Linked DNA regions of Zea mays: region 2 is linked to region 1. A link is a contact called in public Hi-C data. All regions are on one chromosome and are shown on one strand. The core of a region is the stretch at or near the end of the contact, and the rest is flanking DNA. Distances in the headings are between cores, read along the strand shown.

Region 1 (7,261 bases), core at 1,300-3,799:
GTTGTTTGGTGAAGGCTACTGTCGCATGGCGCACCGGACAGTCCGGTGCGCCTGCCACGTCACCAAACCGTTGGATTCCGACCGTTGGAGCTTCTGTCTTCTGGGCCACCGGACAGTCCGGTGGTGCACCGGACAGGCACTGTTCAGTGTCCGGTGTGCCATCTGGCTCTGCTCTGACTCTGGCGCGCACTGTAGCGCATTTAATGCCTTCTGCAGACGATCGTTGGCGCGAAGTAGCCGTTGCTCCGCTGGCACACCGGACAGTCCGGTGCGCCACCGAACACTGTCCGGTGCTACACCGGACAGTCCGGTGAATTATAGTGGAGTGCCCTCCAGAAATCCCGAAGGTGAGCAGTTCGGAGTTGGAGTCTCTGGTGCACCGGACACTGTCCGGTGGCACACCGGACAGTCCGGTGCGCCAGACCTGAGGACACTTCGGCTGACTTTTGCTCTCTCTATTTGAATCCTTTTTCGGTCTTTTTATTGGTTTGATGTGAACCTTTGGCACCTGTAGAACTCATAATCTAGAGCAAACCAGTTAGTTCAATTATTTATGTTGGGCAATTCAACCATCAAAATCAAACAGCAAAAATGTGTAAGCCTAATTCCCTTTCATTTTCCTATAGATATGTTGAGTAAAAAAATGCAATTTCAGATTGTATTCACATATACTGTACTTGAACAAATCAAAGGGGTCATCTCGTATTTAAAGAAGGATAGAGACGAAGGTTTCAATGGTTGCATTAAAATCACATAATAAATTACAAAAGAGATGGATGTAGAGCCAATGTTTTCTAAAAACCATCAGGCAAAGAGAAAGAAACATTTTGATGAGCAAAATGATCAAGATGAGGAAGAAATACTATCAACCACAGAGTGAGTGAGTTAATTATTTTCTTGTCATGATTGATATCACAATATATATTATTCGAGTAATTGAAGGTATTTAAAAACATGTTTGTTTATTAAACTTCGAGAACCTAAAGTCTTTGGATGACCATAATTTGTGAAAGTGTTGCATTACTTTTGCAGAAACCTTTTCTTACGATAACTCATCTGATGTTGACCGCAATGATTTTATCATAGAATTATAAGTGATGCAAACAACTTTGTTGGATGATTTGATGTTAGCACCTTTATTCGATAGAGTTATTTATTTGATAGACATTAAAGCTATATATAATCTAAAATTGCAATTTAGACTACTTTAAATATTCTTCTCATTTAAATTATTTATATTGGTTTACAATTATTTTCATTGTTCTTATTTCTCACTATTTACTATAATCATTGACGATAGAACAAATAAATTAAGAGGCACAAACATCGAGATTGGTCTAGGGCCCTAGAAAACCCAGGGCTGGCCCTGGCCCTAGGTTCCATTTTCAATGTGGAGTTGTACTTTATAATATAAATTTAAATAGTAAAAATAATTTTAATCTAAACAATAGACGATATAATTTATTTAAATGTCTTTTAAAGATTCACAACTCTAGTTCCACAGTTTTCTGTAGCACCTAATAACCTGCTCTACCAAGGACTTGTTTGGGACTCCTCTAGCCCCACAAAATTGATGGAGTTGGTGGAAAAGGTTAGAAAATCGTGGAGCTAGAGTTATGAATGTTTAGAAGAGATTTAGATAAGTCATTTTGTTCATTATTTAAACTAAATACTTTATAACAATTTAAATTTATATTATAAATTATAGTTCCACGCTGGAGCTAAAAAATCCTTAGCTCTACTATTTTTTTTAAAGCTAGAGCAGTCAGGCCCATAATATTTTTTGCCGATTCACAAAATATATGGCAGGACGTTTTAGTGTTAAACATGTGGTGAAAACAAAAATAATCTTAAACGTTGAACACGACATACTGTGGATATAATTTAGAGCTATTTATTTTCCTTCTAGATTATATAAGTTGGATTATAATGTAAGGGTATAAAGGTAAAATATCACTTTATAACTATAAATAAGTTGAAATAAGCTAGTATTGGATAGCTTGTTTCAGCTTATTTGTGATCTCATAGTAATATTTTACTCTTCTAGTTTTAATATAATCCAACTTATATAATCTAGTAAGAAAACAAACAAGATCTTAGTACGATAAAAACAACCTCTCATAATTTTATGCTGATTCACAAAACATTACATGACCTTTTAGTGTACTACTTTTAGGCATGATGAAAACAAACAAAGCAGTGTAACAACCTCTCCGGATTTCAATTCGGTGAACATAACATTACTAGTATTTTTTTATCGATTCATAAATTATGAGGGGACTGTTTTAAGTTTTCGGTTTTATCGTGATATAAACACAAACACAACGCGATGTTAGCAACCTCTTCCTAAAAGATCCCTGAAATGCGCTGCACAGGGCTGTTGCGTGTCCACCCATGCGAGTGCAGGACAGCAGGAGGTAGAAGGACCAAGGAAGAGAGCTGACCAAAGCCGCCAAGCCCAGCCCTGAAGCCCAGTGATTGGCTATAAAACCGCACACCCCATCTGCCGTCCTCCGGCTCTTCCCTTTTGCATGCCTCACCGGCCTCTCCACCTCCCCTTCCGCCTCCCTGCACTACTGCTAACCCCTGCTCCCCAATCCTGATCCACCCCCACACCCGATCCCCTGAATCGCCGTCCCATCACCCCGCTCCGGGTCTGCGATTCGGGTTTTGATTTCCCATCGTTTGGGAGTTGGGACTTTGGGTTGCGTGCGTGTTCGAGTGTTCTTGATCGCTATTGAGATGAGGACCGCGAAGGCGGCGGCGGAGTGGACGGAGGACAGAGAGCTGGATTTGCTTCTCGGCGAGATCCCCCAGGTCACCTCCCCGCAGGGGCGGCAGCGCGGGGTGGGCGTCATCGGCGACGGCAACGGCGTGCATGGCGCCTCGGGGTGCGACGGGTACGCTTCACCAATGCGCCTGGGGGGCCGACGGGTACACTGCCCCCCGGGGGGCGACGGCTACGATGCGCAGCGCCACGCCAAGGACGCTTACTACGACATGGTCCTGAACCGTCGCGAAAATGGTGCTCCACTCCGCGGCGGCGGCGGCGGCGGGGATGCAGAGGGCGTGGGCTTCCCCGCGCCGTCACCGGTTCCAGGACCATTCATCGGTAGCGTGGTGCCGCCGCCGCTTGCGCTGGGGGTGGACTACCCGGAGCAGCAGCTGGTCGTGAACCAGCTCCAAAGCCTGCGCATCGGGGACGCGCAGGCCGCGCTCCTGCGCCAGGGCCCAGCGCCAGTCATGAGCACGACCCCGATCGAGGTCCCCGCAGCGCACGGCGCCTACCACGGGTACAACTTCGCGGCGTCAGGTTCTTCCATCCGCCATGAACACGTGTTCCTTGATCAGGCCAAAGCTGACGGGTACGTTGCAGCACGGCCGCATCGCCTCGTGTCGGACGTTGGCCTGGATAACTTTGGTGTTTTTCCCAGAACCCTGGACACCAGCACTGGCATTGGTTGGGGCCAAGGTTTCGTGCAGCCTGATTTCGCCCAGTCCTACCTGCTTTCCAGTCAGGCTGGTAATGCATATGGTGGTGTCCCTGTGGCAGACAACGGGTTTGTGAGAGGCAGAAATCAGTTTGAGGCATTCCATCCTGACAGCAGTCCCACTGAGGCGGGTGCGGAGTTTTTCAGCTCGAATCCCGCTGCCCTTGATTTCCGAGGTGGACCAAAGCGACACTATGCATATGGTGCTATTCCTGTAGCAGAGGCGTACCATTGCGAGAACAGTCTAATGTTTGGTGGGAAGAACATGAACTTCCTGGAACGTGAGAGGAAGAGGAGTTTCCGGCGTGTTAATAACAGAGCACCGGAGCTTGGGAATTTGAGGACTTTGAGGTTTGACGATGTGGTTCGTGTCAAGGAAGGATCCATCTACTACCACATGGCCAAGGATAAAAATGGGTGCCGGTATTTGCAGGACAAGTTTTTGGAAGGGAAGCATCATGTGGATGCGATCTTTGAAGGAATCATTAACCACATTGCAGACCTTATGATCAGCAGTGCTGGCAACTATCTTGTACAGGAGATGGTGGAAGTGTGTGATGAAGGGCAAAGACTGAGGATCATCTTAGCGCTGACGCAGGACCCTGTGAAGATGATTGCCATCTCTCTAAACACACATGGGTAATTATCTTTTCTTCTGGAAAATAATCAGAAAAAGTGTATCATGATTCCTGTCTGACATTACAAACATTTATATTTAGGATGTGGCCAGCATATCGTGCATATAGTCTTATAAAACTTTGTTTTGTACTGTTTTGCACTGTAGGCTGTACTGTTTATAGAGTGGATTTTGAACTATAAGGTGGGATAGGTAAGGCTGATGTAGACAGCCTTAGCAACCAATTAGGATAATTGTTGATTTTAGAATGTTGTGCTTTGGGGTCAGTATAATAAAGTACACGGGCATCAGAACAAGTGTGCTGTGATGCTACATTGCAATGTGACCCCTCTTGTTTAGTAAGGGCATGCAATGATCTGATGATTCTATTTTATTTATTTGTTCCAGGACAAGGGTAGTACAGAGATTAATAGAGAAAGTTACGAGCAGAGAGCTGATTATACTCATTATTTCAGCCCTACAGCCAGGTTTCATGCTACTTGTCAATGACCCCAATGGTACTCATGTAATACAGAAATGTCTGGCAAACTTTGGAGCTGAGGATAACAAGGTACATAACGATTCCTACTAGTTTGTAAACTTGTTTCTTCTATTTGTAAAAAAAAATCTGCCTTCGAGTAATAAGTGGCTGTTGCATTTTAATCATCTTATTGACTTTGATACTTTTAATAACTGATTCATAAGTTAGATAACTGATGCTAACACATGGAATTTACTGGTTGCAGGAGTAGAGTTAAGCATATCATAATTTCAGCTAGGAACTCATGTTCATATGCATCTGTAATCGTAATCAGACATGTTTTTTTTTGAAGTGGGGTATTTTCTTCAAAAGTATATATGCTTGCAAACAGTGGCGGACCCAGGAATTAAAGATAGCCTAGGCAAGATTACACCACAATCGTTTGTGCCTGTGCTTACACTATAGTGCTTGCTTGCTTCTATCTAGAGCTCATATATTTAGACTTGATTTGCACTCTTCGATTGACGAGGCAGCCCAGGCCGTGGCCTGCGGTGCCTGGGTGCCTAGTCCGCCACTGCTTGCAAACCAACGAATGTTAAGTCTACTCATCTCTATGTAAATTCTCTTGGATCTTAGCATTTTTTTCGTGACAAATAATATCCATGACTTTGTGTACAAACCAAACCACTCTAGTTTACTCTCGTACATGCTGTACATGGAATTTGTTTGCATTTGCAAACAGTATGATACTATGATTTAATTCTTAATTTTGTGTATCAATGAATTTGTGAGGTCTGGTTCACCTGAATCCAAAGTTATAGACAGAATTTGAGACATTTAGAAAGCTTGAGATCTGGAAATGACATTATACACTAGATTCAACTAAGTTCATTAACTAATAACTAAACTATGGCTATGCTCAACTAAATTACCAGTATTTAAGTGTCGAGAACCATTTCTGTATGCATATCTTGTTTTTGCGGTGGTGATGTCTACTCAGTCGGTAGGAGAAAACCGTTCCCACGATATTATATAAAGAAAAAGCTCAATCGGAGCCCCGACCAAGAAAATTCACGAAAGCTGACCCCTGTGCACCATGAGGGCTTGCCCCCTATTGGTTAGACCTTTACTCGTGCTTTTAGCCCTCTCAGCCCCTACACGAGGATCCGCCCTCCATAGGCCAGTCCATCTCATATGCACAAAACCATGGAAACCAACGAGTAACCTTTTTTACCTCAGCCTGAAATTTGCTTCCACTAGGATTCAAACTCAGGACCTCAGGAGTACTACTCAGACCACCTAACCAACTCAACCAGAGGCCCTTTTGATATGAGATCTTGTGTTTTTTAACCTCAGCGGTGATGATGTCTCATGATCAACCTTAAGGTGTTTTATCATTTGTTCTGAACTTGGGTTTGACTATGAGATCTTCTATTTCTTCCCATTCAATATTGTATTTGGCATGTACCTTGTGCATGGGAAGATATTTTTTTGTGCTTACACATGGTTTTATATGCACTGTGATAGAGAATTATTGAAACAGAGACAATTGTGTTCGTAATTCTCAACTAGAGACGGCAATAGGGACTTGATCACCGATTACCCACGAGAGATTTCTCTATTAGGGGATGGGGATGGAGGCAATTTAGTCCCCACGAATATTGAGACGGGGAAATTTAGTCTCCATCGGGTTCGTGGACATGGATGGGGAACCATTGTCCATCCATGTTCCCCATATACTCGCCCCGCGAACTCCTCTCGTTCTATATTAGTCTCTTGGCATGTTAAAATTCTACCAAAAACTTAACACGACCTAGTATATTAGCAAACTAAACTCTAAAGTAGATGGCTTTTGTTATTTTAAATTTTGCTTGTTCAATCTATATTGATTTGATATCATCAATTTGTATTTGCCTTCACATGTATTTTTTAACGAGAGCGGATTCCCCCACGGAAAAATTCCTTGTACGGAAATGGGGATGGAAGAAAAACTCTCATAAGCGTTCGAACGAGGAATTTTCCATCTTCGCAGGACAGAGATGGAAGCCAGCCCCCAACAGAGAATTTCCCACTGATATCTCTAATCTCACCACCTCAAATTATCAAGTGAAAATAAGTAAATACCAAGTTTGTTACAGTCTGTGTACTCAAAATTTCATATTATTATAATTATCTTGCCTGAAATCAATGTGGTGTTGTAAAATTATTATGGTAGCAAGCATATGGTAAGTATGTTTTTTATCTTACTTTACCAGAGTACCGGTAAACATACATATGCTAAGTATGCATTGATCTTATTAACTTATTTTACTAAAATATCTACATACGTATTTATATTTTACTCTGTTTAAACAGTTCATTTTTGAGGGCGCTGCAGCCAACTATTTTAACATGGCGGTACAACGCCATGGATGCTGTGTTCTACAAAAGTGCATATCTACTGCACGTGGTCGATACCAGGCCAATCTAATTGTGAAAATATGTGCTCATGGCTTTGAGCTTGCTCAAGATATATTCGGGTAAACCCTTAGTCGCTTATATTGTATTCTGTTGCCAAAAAACAGCATTGCATTGTGCTTGTTTTTCGAACACATTAGTGATCTATCTGTAGATTGTAGACATAAAGTCTTTGTACCTCAGTGCACTGCTTTTGTAGGTTTCAATACTGATGAT
Region 2 (7,261 bases), core at 1,225-3,724, 220 kb before region 1:
GACTTGGCACTTGGGGCACGCCTGCTGGCCTGCACGCGCACAACAACATCAAAAAGCTGGCGGCAGCTGGAAAGATGTAGAGGGATTGAGGGTGAGGGAGCCGGAGAGGTCTATCAAGGCATATTCTAGGGCTTTTTGGCTGGGCTGGTTAGTGGACAGGAGGCCTAGTGAAGTTGAATTTGCCATTTTGGCCCATCATACCTTTTATATTTTCTATAATTTACAGTAAATATATATCATATATAAGTAACTTCAAAAAATCAGGGGGGGCATGGCCCACTTTGCCCCCCCCCCCCCCCGGTGTGTGTCCGCACCTCAACCTAGACCTACATTTGAATCAGAGAGAACAGCATCATAAAGTTTCTTCACCAAAGACCTCACATAAGCAACGGATAGAACAATGTCAAGCATGCTAGTTGTAAACAACAATCATGTATTCTGGTTAGCTAGTTCAAATATGCTATCCATTGCAACTGTCTCCAGTGTGTTGAGAATTTGAGATGCATCTTCTGAAAAAACATTATCAAATCATGAAATCAAACCATGTTATATAAATAAACAAAATAAGTTCTGCTTATTACACCAAGCAAAAAAATCTACAGGAAGGAAACAATATTTTCAATTTCAAAATATATTTTATAATTTTCACTAAGACATTACAGCTTACTAGGTAAGCTATAGCATACATAAATTGGTTGCCAAAATAAACTTACTGAACTGTACATGTAGAATGAAGGAATCTATAAGAGAAAAAAACCATGCATGAACAAAGAAAATTCAGCTATAGATCATTCAAAACATGTGTCTAAACTTTGTTTTTAAATTTGACAGCATAATCCATGAAATCAACTAAGAAATGATGACACTTAGAAACGCAAATTAGTGTGATTCCTAACACATAATATGCCAGTTCATCAAGTATTTCACCTTCCTCCCCTCCAAGCAAAGATTGCACATGTGCAACCTATGCACATGGAATAAATGTCCCTTTAGTTGATCGATGCTCCTGAACTTGCTTCTGCGCTTTGCTTGAGCAGCAAGGGCAACCTGATCTTCTGCATTGTCACAAACGCTACAAGAAAGTCGACACATTGCCCGTATCATCCTGTAGTGGTCCACATCATCAAAGTATGCCTGAGTATCCTCATGGTACCAGAAATCACCAGCTTTGCCCTCATTTACCCCAATGGGGAACACTGAGAAATCAGCAACCACTCTAGTGTATTCACCCATGGCCTGTGTAATGAAAAAATATATATTTATATTCACATGCAATCTTATTGTCCTTTAAAATGGAAAATAAGCTCAGAACAGTATGTTAACGTTTCTAAGTGTGTTTTGGCAACATACAATGTATAACGATTCAGTGTGCAAAAAGCCAGATACACACATAGAAGCTCGCATAAATTTCTTGTTTGTCAAATTTGATGTCCGAAGTTTACAAGGCACTACAAGATTAGCTATGAATACAAAACTTGAGCAGTGTTCACCGGCCATACTAATGCCGGGGAAACAGTAACTGTCTTAACGATGCAGAACATACTAGCTTCATGACCAACAATGATTCTAGTAAAAATTTACAGAAGATAAAACTTGGAAAAGTAACTAAGAATTCACTAGCAATATTCCTACAGGATCAATATAGTAATCAAACATGAAGCACACAAAAATACCACACAAGATATTTTGTGTATTAATCATCTGAACAAGTACGACTCAGGAATAAATGTTGTCAACTCACATAAAAATACTCTCATTCATGAAATTCACCACATATTTTTTTGTACAACACATAAATAGTACTATTTTTAGTATTAGCACTCTAAAAACCAAACACATATACATAAAGTCTCGAACAATCCAATTGATAAACCTAACAATCATCTGAAAAGCTAAAATTACAAACCTAAAATGATTAGTGTAACCTTCCTCCTGATAGAGACCACATCAAAGCCTCGAGTATCCAGTCAACTAGTAAATCATTAGACACCTATGCTGACCATATCAGGCTACAAGATGTCAAAAGCATCGTATATTCACGCTATTTTACCTAAAACGTTCATGGTACCAGTCGCGGAACGGGATCCTTCACATCTAATTCCAATAGAAAGAACCAATCTGGCAATCCGACCGAAACCCTAGATGACCCCAAGATCCAACAGCGTAACCACACCATAGATAAGGAACTAGTCCCGCCCGGGGAGACCAAACCCTGGAGGTACGAACCTTAGTAACGAAGACGAAGGGGCAGACGGTCTTGCAGATGCAGCACTTCTTATCGTCCATCACGAAACGGAGGCGAGCGACGCAGGTGGAGCACACGTCGCGGTGACCGCACGGACCGTAGGCCACCCACTCCAGCGTATCTGCGCACACCACGCAGAAGTCCTCCATGGCTGGCGGCAGCGGAGATCGGCCCCGGCGGCAGCAAGGAGGAGGGTGCAAGGGTTAGGGCGCGGGCAAGGAAGATGATGCAAAGGTTATAGGGTGCGGACGAAGGGGGGAGACGAGAAGGCTCAAGGAGTCTAGGCAAAGGGCGGCGACTTCTGGGTAGGTTTAGTTGTATGTACTTATCTGTCCCCAATTAAAATTTATTTTAGACTTTTAATACATTTATACAATAATTTTTATATATATAGTCTATATATTAAAAGCTCTATACTTTAAATAACTAGAGTAATCCATTGTGTAACGATCAAGCCGGATCATCCTAATCATTCTCAACCAAATCGTAATGGGCCTTTATTTGGTTTCTCATTTAAAAGCCCATTGATTCACGTTTCTTTACCCTAACATTTTCACCGCTTCGACGCAGACGCCGCCATTTTCTCGAATTTGGCCATCCTCATTGTCGGTACCCTAGACCAGGGTACCCCTTACTACAGCATAAAAACACGGAGCCCGCGCAGCTATCTCTAGTTGCGCGGTAAACAGCACCCAACCTTTCCGCATAGGTAGCTCCGGGGTCGTCACGTGGCCGGAAAAGGTGGTATACTCCAGGATACCTTCAGTAGGTCTGGACCTCCTCAAGAAAGCGCCGGACCCCTATACTCACGACCCGGATCTCCGAGTATGCTCCAGGGCTCCCATGCAAACAAGCCGGACCCCTTGGCTGAGGTCCGGACCCGTCTGAGCGAGGTCCAGGCCACCCACAGCAAGGTCCCGGGACAGGGGATACCCTGGCCTAAGCAAGGGTCTGGAACTGACACGTGTCCAGGCTTTATCATGTGCGCTTACGCTCCCCGCTTAAGCGGAGGCCCGATGCTGCCACATGGCTTGTTGCCCGTGACGTAAGTCAGTGGGCGGAGCCTGACGTAAGGCCTCTGGGTCGCGCGGTCTCTGCATTTATTGCAGAGAAGACGCGTCGCCTGCCCACTCTGCTGACAGGCGATGTGCCACCTCAGCATTTATTGTGACCTGTCCACTCAGCTGGCAGGCGACGTCCATGCCATCCTGCAGGCGGCGTGCCTGTCCAGTCCATTGCCAAACAGTACGCCCATGCTGCAAGGTGCACTGTGTCCACCATCACTTATGCATTGCCAGGGAAGCTTCCCCTGCACGCCAATACCACGCAGATCGTGGATGTCAGGGTGCAAGAAGATTGCTCCAGCAACTCTAAGTATTACATCCATTATATTCCTGGCCCACATGTCGGGGCTCAGCACCTTTGTACACGCCCTCCTTGAGCTATAAAAGGGGAGGCATGCAACGTTACAAGGGAGACTTAAGCACACTTAGACCTAGCTCAGGCTCACAAGTTCAAACAAGCTCAATACATTACACAGTGGAGTTGGGTGTTACGCTCCGGCGGCCCGAACCACTCTAAACTCTTGCGTGTTCTTGAGTTCATCGTTCATCTACCAACAGGAAAAACGCTTAAGCCCCCTCCTCATCTTAGGATTAGGGCGGGTGCATTCCGCCACCCGGCCGGAGATTTCCCTCTCCGACACTCATCTACCTCGCAGCGTCGGCGCCCTATCTTCCGCTCCTTCCCTTTCTCGCGCTCTGCCTAATTAAAGATAGAAAGGCATCACGTCCTCTCTAACGTGTGCACCCAGGTAGATTGGTCGTGCAGTGGCGAGGTTGTGCACATGCAATCGCATCAACCCCCATTGTATCTTAGCGAGAATTCGGTGTTGTTCGTCTCGGACTCGCATCACGCCGAACTTGATTAGGATCTCACGGTTATCCTCATCCAACTGCCCACATCTCACAATGTTGGCAATGAGATGCGCGATGAAGGTGTCGGAGAGCCCGCAATGTTGTCTATCCTTGCACTTGAAGAGCATGGTATCGCGTCCTTTGATGCTCACCGTCGATCCATCGCCAAACCAGACCATGCCGGAGACGTCCATCAGCCTGTGTCAAAGTCGGAGAAGGCATTGTAGCATCCAGTCATATGGTTAGAAGTCCCTGTGTCAAATATCCAGTGCCGTGGATCTCACTCCTCCTTGTCATCGAGCACGTCCTAGACTGCCATGCCCAGATTTAAGGACAAACCCGAACGCGAATTAAATGTGTGCTAGGATCAAGTCTCACACATATGGTAACTCATGGTACAAAAACAAATGTCGCATCTTTACTACACAGTAGGGGTTCTGTACAAAATAGTTAAATAATTACATCATATGAAGAGATCGATCCTCCACAACCATAATTGACTAGGAGACGACGGCCTAGATCTCTCACGAACTCATCACGACATCATTCATGCTCCTCATCTTGGCGGTACATGTCCTCGACCTAGGGGGTTGTGAGTATAGCAAGAGTGAGCTCACATTCGTTCATCGCTCAATAAGTTGTGAGTAATAATGTGCATGAGCTCACCTACGTGGGGGCTCAGGTCAAGTATAAGGCTTACCAAAGAAAATATTTAAAGTTGAGCATTACTTTTAGTGTTGGTTAAAATTTTATCAGCAATTATTAAGTATAAGTAGATATCAACCTAATTAAATAATTGATCACAATTAACAAAAAAAAACCCAAAATGCAATGCAAATGACAGATTAAGTTTAATTCCATAAGTTACTCACGTGAGGGTCCGAGCCACTCATTACCGTGAGCACGACTGATATACCAGCTTTACACTCTGTAGAGGTTGCGCATCTTTATCCACAAGACGTGTTTCCCGTTTAGTCAGGGTTTGCAAGACCCTTAGACACTCCCAAGGTGAGTGGCTAGGGATCCACTGCGAAGCCTTTACATAGTTCCACGAGAGGAGAGAACCCGCTACGGATTCTAGGCCGAAGGCGATGTAGGAATCCCTCATCCAAAAAGCTAAAAAGACAGTCTGACCCGAGGACCTCCCTACACCTGCACTCTTCCACCCCGCTTGCCCCTTTCGAGAAAGGTTTAGTTCACACTAGCTTTCCTAATTATTCAGCCAAGGACGTCTCATTCCACCCTTGTAGTAGCACTGTTTTCCGGGTGGTCGCTCCATATTCCCATTAACATAGTTGTCGGGAACTTGTTCTCAAATGCTATGAGTTAAGAACAAGGCAACAAAATGTTAATGGTTAAAGTCTTTCGTCCTTCAAAGCATTATCTCCTTCGTCCTTCGTCCTTCGAAGCTTCGGAACTGATTCAACCTTCGTCCCGACCATGCTTTCTATATTGTGTACAGCTTCACTTCGAGTCCGAAGGTTCCTATACATATATTATACTTGGTAAACATTGTTAATCGTGTTTTTGAGGACCTTTGGAAGACGAAGCCCCCCAACAGTAACCCCTCGCAGTATTAATTTGTTATAGCAACGAATTCAGGCTGCGACGTGAACGAAGGCCTTAAGTTGAAGGTCCAAAAAAACACCTTCCCTTTGCTAGAATAGCAACAGTCAATGACTGACGGGGCCCGCCAAGTTGCAAAGCACCAGGCATATAAATAGGAACCCACACCGGCAGCATTTGATACGCCATTTCTGCCATTTGTGTTATTTTCTCAAACTTTTAGTTCTTGTTCACTAGCTCTCGCCTAATTTTCAAACTTTTTGAGCTTCGGTTTAAAGACATGTTTTCGCCATGACTGAGGAGACGAAGATAACTGAGGACTCGAAGTTGTTTGAAGAGAAAAAAGTTGTGGATCCTTTTCATAGCTGGGTTTTTCGAATCTATGGCAAAAACGAACAAAGAAAAAATTACAAGAGAAATACTGGCGGATCTGTCTGAAGACTCCGACGACAGTGATGAGTATGATGCAGAAAGTGGAGACGAAGATTCTGAAGATCGGCCATGGCGACCAAGCCATACCATCTTCGGAAAATCGACTATCAAACAAAGTCATGTTGATGCGATGAGAGGAAGATACTTCCGCGACATGACTATTATGAGGGTTGGAGGAGACAGCGCTGCTCCTACTCCTGAAGTAAATGAGGTGGTTATTTACTGAAGCTTTTTGAAAGCAGGGCTTCGGTTCCCGTTGAGCAGATTCATGGTTGAAGTACTGAAGACGTTTCAGATTTTTCTTCATCAACTTACCCCTGAAGCTATAATCAGGATGGGTTTGTTTATTTGGGCTGTGAGAATTCAAGGATTGGAACCAAGCGCAAGGTGTTTTTGTAGCATGCATGAACTTTCGTACGAGATGAAGGCTACCGGTAAGGAGCAGCATCACAACAACTTTGGTTGTTACAGATTCATTGCTCGATCCAATGCAAGCCATCTAGTTCCTACATTCCGAAAAAGATGGCCTGGGGCCTGGATGGAAGAATGGTTTTATGTCAAGAATGACCTGATTGAAAGAGAGGACATTAAAGAAATCATCCAACGTCCCATCTGGTCTCGTTTCGGCCTTCGGAGGCCGAAGGTGACAATCGATCAGAATGACGAAGCATGCCAAAAGGCTTTTAGCAACGTTTGCGCCTTCATTGGCACAAGGGATATAGTTCAAGAGCACATAGCATACAGAATATGGCTACTTGTGGAAAACTGGGATATGCCGAAGGATACTACTGCCGAGTCAACCGAAGGTGGGTTGGTCCGATTGAAGTATACCTTCAGATTCAGAGACCGGTTTGATGAGCCAAATGATGATTGGTTTAAAAGTATTGAGGCTATTAGCGACGAGCTACTTGGAGCATATAGCAAAGCCGAAGATGATGCCCTGACCGCAGCCTTCGGGGGACCGGGGGGAGAAAAGACTGAATATGGTATTTTATGCGATTGGCTTCATATACCCTGACTACCGCTACCTGCTGCGTGGGCAAGGAAAAAAAGAGAAAGACTGCCGCTTTGGCCGCCATAGTTGTGCCGAAGGGCAAAAAGA

Evidence for each region. Hi-C and Micro-C count contacts between places; a contact is called where the count stands out from the background.
Region 2: a contact with region 1 is called in a Hi-C map of tassel, with 3 times the contacts expected there. The contact joins the promoter of LOC100383253 here to the promoter of LOC100383506 in region 1. A contact is called at or near these places in 4 of 25 Hi-C or Micro-C datasets (ear, endosperm, leaf and 1 more).

Annotation. Positions count from the first base shown.
Region 1 is chr1:20,154,869-20,162,129 of Zm-B73-REFERENCE-NAM-5.0, reverse strand. LOC100383506 (Putative pumilio homolog 7 chloroplastic) reads left to right here and starts at 2,549. Exons shown (of 5, transcript NM_001176154.1): 1 at 2,549-4,130; 2 at 4,516-4,678; 3 at 6,944-7,107. The coding sequence starts at 2,743.
Region 2 is chr1:20,377,337-20,384,597 of Zm-B73-REFERENCE-NAM-5.0, reverse strand. LOC100383253 reads right to left here and starts at 2,474. Exons shown (of 7, transcript NM_001175914.1): 1 at 2,227-2,474; 2 at 928-1,236. The coding sequence starts at 2,394.